2 separate regions of the Gossypium hirsutum genome follow, and region 1 is linked to region 2. The links are chromatin contacts, called in public Hi-C maps. All regions are on one chromosome and are shown on one strand. Each heading gives the region's core, a stretch centred on a gene start, on an enhancer-like site or on the middle of the called end of the contact. The rest is flanking DNA. Distances are from core to core; before and after follow the strand shown.

Region 1 (3,907 bases), core at 848-3,347, 660 kb before region 2:
TACACCAGTAGGAATAAGACTAATGCATATTTGAATAAGAATTATGACGCCTGAACTCAAAAAATGATTAACCTTCTCATTTGGAACTTGTATCTCAATTTGATCAGCAGCACCAGCAGCCTGAGTGGTAGCAAGGCCCCTAGCTACTAGGGAAGGAGAACCCCCAGCATCAGCCTGACGCAAATACAAACATTAAGTTAATGCAACAAATGAAGGATATTAATTTTGACAGTAGAGGGGGAAGGGGAGGGACAGGGTAAATAATGAAAGCATGGAGCTAGATATTGATTAAACAAATTTCAGAGACAGCATACAACCTCTGCTATGACAGCATTTATAAGCTTCTCAGCCTTGATTATGCTGCTCAAAGTCCCTATTATTTCTACAGGTCTTGTAGGAGCATCCCGATCAGCATCTGCATCCCTCATGATTTGAATTTTTGCCCCAGAGTTGTATTGCAGATACCTTATAGTATCCCCTGCCTTGCCAATGAGAACGCCAACCTATACAAGCATGCAAGAAATAAAAATCACAGAACAACATGTTCCGCAATTATGAAGAGGGAGTAAGGCATTGCTTGGATTACAAGATATTTTTGGAATGTGTGTACACTGAAAAAGGTAGACGTCACCAAAGAAAGAACAATAAATGCAGATAAAACATTAAAGGTAGTTTAGACACATAATGAGGGGATTTTTATTAAAAAATGTAATTTAATAGATGACATCCACCTTAAGAGAGAAGAATAAAAAGACCTACATTATTGGGAAAAAAAATTTAAAAAAGGATTGTCTATTTGACACGGGACCAAACAGATTATAGTGCAAAAAGGGATTGTTGAAATGTTTGTTGAAGTAACTACGAAAAAATCAACTTCAGTTTACACCCAGTTCAAACAATTTACAATGAGACAGCCTAAAATTTTGGCCAGCATACCTTCGCATTAGGAACCTCCATTTTGCGCGTAATAGTTGTACCATCATCAACCTCCTGCTGAGGCAAGTCATCAGAAGGTTGCTTATTATCCTCTTTAGCAGGTTCTTGACCGTTATCTGCCTCAAAACTCTCAACTTTACCTAACTCAGCATCAGCAGTTTCAGGATTATCTGCAGACTGCCCATCTGTTTCCTCTGCAGTTCCTTCATATTGCTCAGGTTTTACAGTTTCTTCAGCCTCCTTTGCAGGAGAATCACCATCCTCTGCTTGCTTGTTAAGCTCATTTTGCTGCAAACCCTCCTCTTCCTCCTTGGCAGGTTCATGCGATTTCTCAGCTTCAAATCCATTCTCACTGGCTGTTATTTTAAGCATAAAGACCATGGAATCAGAATAGTTAGATATGCAAAGCAATAAAAATATGAACTAGCCATAAACCATGTTTTGTTTTGATATCACTGTTGCTATTTGTTTTTGCTTTCTGCACAAAATTGGAAAGGGAAAAAAAAAACAAGGTGTTCACTCATAGGCTCCATCAAATATTGGCTCTTGATTTTAGCAATTTTTAAACATGTAAAAATAAATGATAGAAAAAGAAAAATTAGTAAAGTAACAACCAAGCGGAGCCTTAATCTTCTCACTTCGTATTCACCTAGCACATAAAACTCGCAATTCCTGAACATCTTCAGTTTTCCAAAAAAGCTGTTTTACCATAGAAAAGTTTCAATTAACCCTAAAGCTACAATCATTTAAGCCCTCAAATCATTTCCTAATATAGTACATAAACCCCAAAAAAAGGGAACATGTTCATTACCCAAGCCATCGGTTTTATCGTCGTCGAGCCTAGGGCGTTTTGCCTCGGACAAATCAGATGGTGCAGCATCGTTATCTTGGGCATCAGGGTCTAAAGCAGAGTCCCGAGGCATGTTGTCGGCATGGGGGTCGTGGGGCTCAACATCCTCGAGTTTTCGCTTAAGATCGGAAGGGACGGGGCTGGGTGCAGGGGCTACGGCCTCTTCCTCCGCCATCAAAATGTACGGAAAAGGAGAAGTAATCTAGGGTTTGGAGAAAAGAGCAGAAATAGCGAAGAAATGGAAGTGTTGGATGAGGATGCTAGTGTGTAAGAGATAAAAGATCGTGTTTGTATGTCATGTATTACATTAGGGTTTAAGGCCAATTTATAGCTGCAAAATATCACATTTCACATTTCGCAATTTCTTTTATTTCTTTGGCCCACTCTCCAGTCTTCTTTTTATTTTCTTGAAAAAAAAAATCTTTAGGTGTGAGAAAATATTTTTGTTTTTCTTTATTTCCCAAAATTGGATTTTTTATATTTAAATTTAAATTATTTTTGTTTTTATTTATCTGTTTTTTAAATTTTAAAAAATAAACTATTTTTTAAAAAGGAAGAAGTTTTCTTTAGTAATTTAAATAAATAATAATAGAAAATAATTAAAAATCAACACCTGTCATTTTTTACTAAATTTTTTTGTGAATCCCTAATTTAAGAAGCTATAAATAGGCAAATAAATTTGTTAATTTTTTGCAATAAACAAAAATAAGTTATGATGTTTGTTCTTTACAGTATATCCTACATAATGGTTGCCAACTTATTGAGATTTGAAGGACATGTAGCCCAAAGTGTAGTTACATTAGAGTATTCTTGTATTACTTAGCTTCGCAACAATATGAGTATAGGTCCACTTGACGAGAGAATCCTGCTTTAATTAAGGGGCATTGATTTCTATCACACAAGTCAAATTGAGAGAGTTACTTACATTTTGTCATTCTTATCCACTCTGATTAAACGATGGAGACCGAAGACCCATATGTTTCATCCCTTATACGGCTAGGCGATAATAAAACTGGAAGATGTAGCATTGCTAACAAGGCTTCTAGAAGACGAGCATATTGTGATGGGAAGCTTTGAATTTAATCTACAAGATAACCTTTATGCAAAGTTCAGAACTGATACAAACCTTTCGGTGGATTTCAAATGGCACCAAGTGAAGTTAGATTAGTTGAAGAAGTGACTTAGGAATCTCCTAGGGAATTCAACATCCATTTAGATCGATTGCCATGCTCGAGCATACATTCTTCACCTAATCGGAGGTGTGTTGATGATAGAAAATCCTGGCAACTTAGTTCATACCTTGTACTTCCCATTTTTATCTAACTTTTAAATTGTTGGTACATATAGTTGGGACCCTGCCATTTTACCTATATAAAGCATTGTGCAAGAGGTGTAAAGTGCGGAGTAAGGAAGTGAATGGATGCCTTGTGATTTTACAATTGTGGAAGTAGTATCAACTTTTGCTCATAGACTTCTACCATCTAAACCTTTTAGCTTCCCACTAGCCAGAAGGTAAGTAGAACCCTAAACCATGAAATCAATGTTTATAGCCTAAATGTCTTATATTTGTAATAACATTATGTAATTTAATAGATAGTCTAAGTAATGTGATTGTACAACATATAGGAAGGTCGATTTGGTATTGATACAATAAGTAATTCATAGGAAATCAAATGATTTGGTATCGATATAGTACTATAGATGTGAATTAAATGTTAAATGAAATATGCGAATTAAGTTTTTATGTTATGTTTGTGAAATCATAAAAAAGATTTTGATATGTGAATGTGAAAGTTGATTAGTAACTATATGTGCTAAAGTAAAAACTATAAGTTATCAAGTTAATTTAAATGATTTTATGTTTTGGAAATAAATTAAAAGTTTAAGTATGTTAGTGAAAGAAACTGTATGAATAAATGTTATTATTAAAAAATAATTAAATTGTAAATATATAAAAATGGTAAGATTGAATTCAATTGAGTACTTACTAAGTTATTCATGTAGTTGAACACATTTATTTTTAAAACGTGCAGGTAAAAGATAAAGTTAAAAATGAATCAAGGATTGTAACTTCAATTTGGATCACATCACTCAGCAATCTCCAAGGACAAGTTTTGGTAT
Region 2 (3,486 bases), core at 530-3,029:
GGTACAAGATCATCATAGCTGATCTAGACTATCAATAAGGGGGTAGATGTGGAAGGTCTTTATAGCTTATTATTTATCAAAGAGGAACTGAACATGTAACAATATGCCAACAGAACTTTGTTAATTTTAAGGGTGCAGTTTCCACGGTCTAGACATACCACAATGCAAAAGAAAGATAACCAGAACTCCATACTTTAGCTCGAATATTATCAGACAGAAGGCACTTGATATCTGAATTTAATATAGAACTGAAGCCATTTACAGCGACTTGACTCCTAAGGTCAATAAATGATTTCCCCATTAACGAAGAAGCCATATGCCGTTCTTCCATTGACAGAGAGAGCGCATTGTTAATAGATTCCCATGGCCAAATCCTGATATTACCCCCTTCTGAACCAGACCACAAATCCCCTGAATCAAAGTAAAACAAAAACAAAAATTAAAGCAAATAAGATTATGTCAAAAGAGATCATCATTCTTACCACTGGACGCGAGCAAGCAATTGTAACAGGAAACTTTGAGTAGGGATGCATAAATAGTTCTTGAAGATACATTTTGCTCTTCTTGACATGTATTTATTAGAGACGAATTTCAGTTTTAAGAATAAACAGTTTATGGAGGATGGAGTTTTTTAACTAAAAATTTCTAGATCCATGCCAGGCTATGTGTTTGCTCCTTGGCTTTTCAGAGGCAAGGTGGTGATAATTAAAACTTTCAAAATCTAAAAATATGCTAATCTATTATTAATCAACCGTCCATCAAAATTGCACGTAACACATTCAATAGAGGTTAGATTGAGAGTTCTCATTATTACTATTACAAGTAATCTATTAATTTCTTGTAAATGTTCTGGCAGTGGATCCACATTAATAGGGAGAAAACCAAAAGCATAAGTAGAGAAAAGCAAAAGGGAAAACAGACCATAACAAGTGAAAACAACGGAAAGCACGGGGCCGCGATGAGCCTGCCAACACCACCCTTCCTTAAACCCACCACTCTCACAATCCATCTTCCAGCCTCTGATCTTTCCATCCTTATGCCCACTCCAGACAACTCCATTCCCCTCATCCCCCACCATACACATCACCGCCGCATTCCCATTCCCGTTCCCATTCGATAATATCGCCGACGACTCCCTAAACGGCGCAGCCTCCTCCTCCTCCCCTTCCTCGTATAAATCTTTCAATTCCCAAACCCTGACAGCGCCGCTCTCGCTGCCGGCCCAAAGCTGCCCGTCGGTAGAGGCAATCGTTTTCAAGAAGCGGCCGAATTGGGTCTCCCTGAGGGGATGTGGTCGAAGCTGGAGGTAGGGAGGGCGATTAGGGTGGAGGGGTTTGCGATCAGGCAGGGTGAAAATGCCTTGGCCACCGCCTTTAGCCACAAACTCAGGTAGGGAGGGTTTGGGACGAGAGGTGTTTTGCGGTAGAAGATTGCGGTCAAGGAATTGGATCATGTAGTCGAGGCGTCGGTTGGTGGAGTGGAGGGAAGGGTAAGAGGGATGCGAATCATCGTCGGAAGAGGACGCGTAACGGTCGAAGATTCTGGGACTAAGATCGGGAACGTCGTCGTTGGCGTCCATGTCGGGATGTAGAACCTAGTGTGTTATTGGTTAGAGAATGAATAAGTGAGGAGGAAATTTGACTCTGGAGCGACATTTAGCTAGTTATTCACGCTTTCAGCCGCATACCCCGCAGTAACGTAACTACAATTAAAGTTTTTCCTTCCGATAAATTAAAAGTTTACAACACCTCTATTCTCAATTTCATCCCTCCCTCCCTCCCTCAGTTGGATTCTTTTTGTACTTTTTATACATATGAGGATTGAATTTTAATAAATTAAAATAGAGAGGCTCATTCTTAGTTTTCATAAAACAGGGAATGAACTTCAAATTAGACCTTACACAAAACATGTCGTCCAATTAATTCCAAAAAAAAAAAACCAATTCTTAAAATATAAATGAAAATAATTAAATTGTTAAAAGAATGAAAAACATGCCACCGACTAAATATTGTTGAAGATGTGTTGTCAGGCGAGGTTGACCAGAAAACCATTTCACCAAAATAGGTTTCTTATGTTTATATAAAAACAATGAAATGTAACCATTTTTTTGGTAAGGGTAAACTACATCATTAGTTAATAAATTATAAATAAATTTTTGTTTTAATTATTTAATTAAAAAAATTATAATTTAATTATTAAATTTTTTGAAATAGTTTTTTTTTTAATTTTCCTTCTTTTAAGTGACACTTTTTTAGTTTGAATAATACTAATTTTAGTACTTAATTTTTATACTTTCTATCAATTTAACTTTGATTATATATAAAATAATAAAATTTGAAATTCTTTTAAAAAAATTAGAAAATTCTAAAATTTAAAATTAAAGTAAATAAATTTTTTTTAAATTGATAAAGTGAGAAAATGAGATAAATTTGTTTTTAAACCCTCCAAATACAATACCCATTTTTAAAAAATAGAAAAAAAAAAAGACAAATTATTGCTTCTTCTTTTTTTACCTCTTTTGTTTCTTACCATGACTTTTTTTTAAAAAAATAGAATATAATTTTTATTTATAGTTTGGGTTTTGAAAAGTAATTTAAATGAATTAAAATTTTGAATTGAGTCTGAAAAAAGAAAATTTTATAGTATATTTTATATTTTTTTTGCTAAAAAAATTGTATGCATGGAACTTGATTAGAAGATGTTATTAATTTGGTTTCGAGAAATATTGAGGAAACATGTAATGATTTAACTTTTTTGTTGTGTTTTGTTTTTATTTGTTATTGGATTCTATTGAATGATAAGTTTTTTTTTTGTTTTTTTATTTCCCATATATATTAGTTTTTCAACAATAATATTTTATAGATTTTATTTATCTATAATTTTTATATAGAATTTTCTATTTTTAAAATAATTTTAAGTTTTTTTTATAATTTTTATATAGAACTAGGGTCAAATTGACAAAAAAATATAAAAGTTAAGGACTAGAATTATTATTATACCAACTAAAAAAGTTCCACTTAACTACTGAGTAACCACAATAAATAATTTTAGAAAACTAAGTGACCGAAGTGTAACTTTTTTTAATTAACTGATCAAAACAAAATCGTACTCATAATTTAATGACTAATGGTATAATTTACCCTTTAATTAATCTAAATCTCCCCCATTGTTTCTTTTGCAAAGTTAGTGTTTTGTATTGTTCAACAATTTTAAGAATAATATAGGATATTAGCAAAACATCATTTTGAAAATGGTTAGACGATTTTAAACATTTTGATTAAGGAAAGGGGAGGAAGTGATAAACTTCATTAATCTATTCTTGCGTTTTAACATGTTTTTAGCATTTTTTATAGGAAATGTTATAATGATTTAGTGAAATGTTGGCTGAAGTTGACATTTGTGTTCAATTATTTTCTTAGGGAAGTATAGAATTTGATGTACGATTATTTTCAGAGAAAAAAAGTTTGTTGTTACTTTGTTGTTCCT

Evidence for each region. Hi-C and Micro-C count contacts between places; a contact is called where the count stands out from the background.
Region 1: a Hi-C map of leaf shows a contact between it and region 2, with 1.9 times the contacts expected there. The contact joins the promoter of LOC107939038 here to the promoter of LOC107895048 in region 2. A contact is called at or near these places in 2 of 34 Hi-C or Micro-C datasets (both in leaf).

What each region holds. Positions count from the first base shown.
Region 1 is chrA13:81,893,034-81,896,940 of Gossypium_hirsutum_v2.1, reverse strand. LOC107939038 (far upstream element-binding protein 2) reads right to left here and starts at 2,097. Exons shown (of 7, transcript XM_016872324.2): 1 at 1,748-2,097; 2 at 937-1,292; 3 at 318-503; 4 at 73-174. The coding sequence starts at 1,961.
Region 2 is chrA13:81,231,042-81,234,527 of Gossypium_hirsutum_v2.1, reverse strand. LOC107895048 (type II inositol polyphosphate 5-phosphatase 15) reads right to left here and starts at 1,779. Exons shown (of 10, transcript XM_016820243.2): 1 at 922-1,779; 2 at 159-411. The coding sequence starts at 1,579.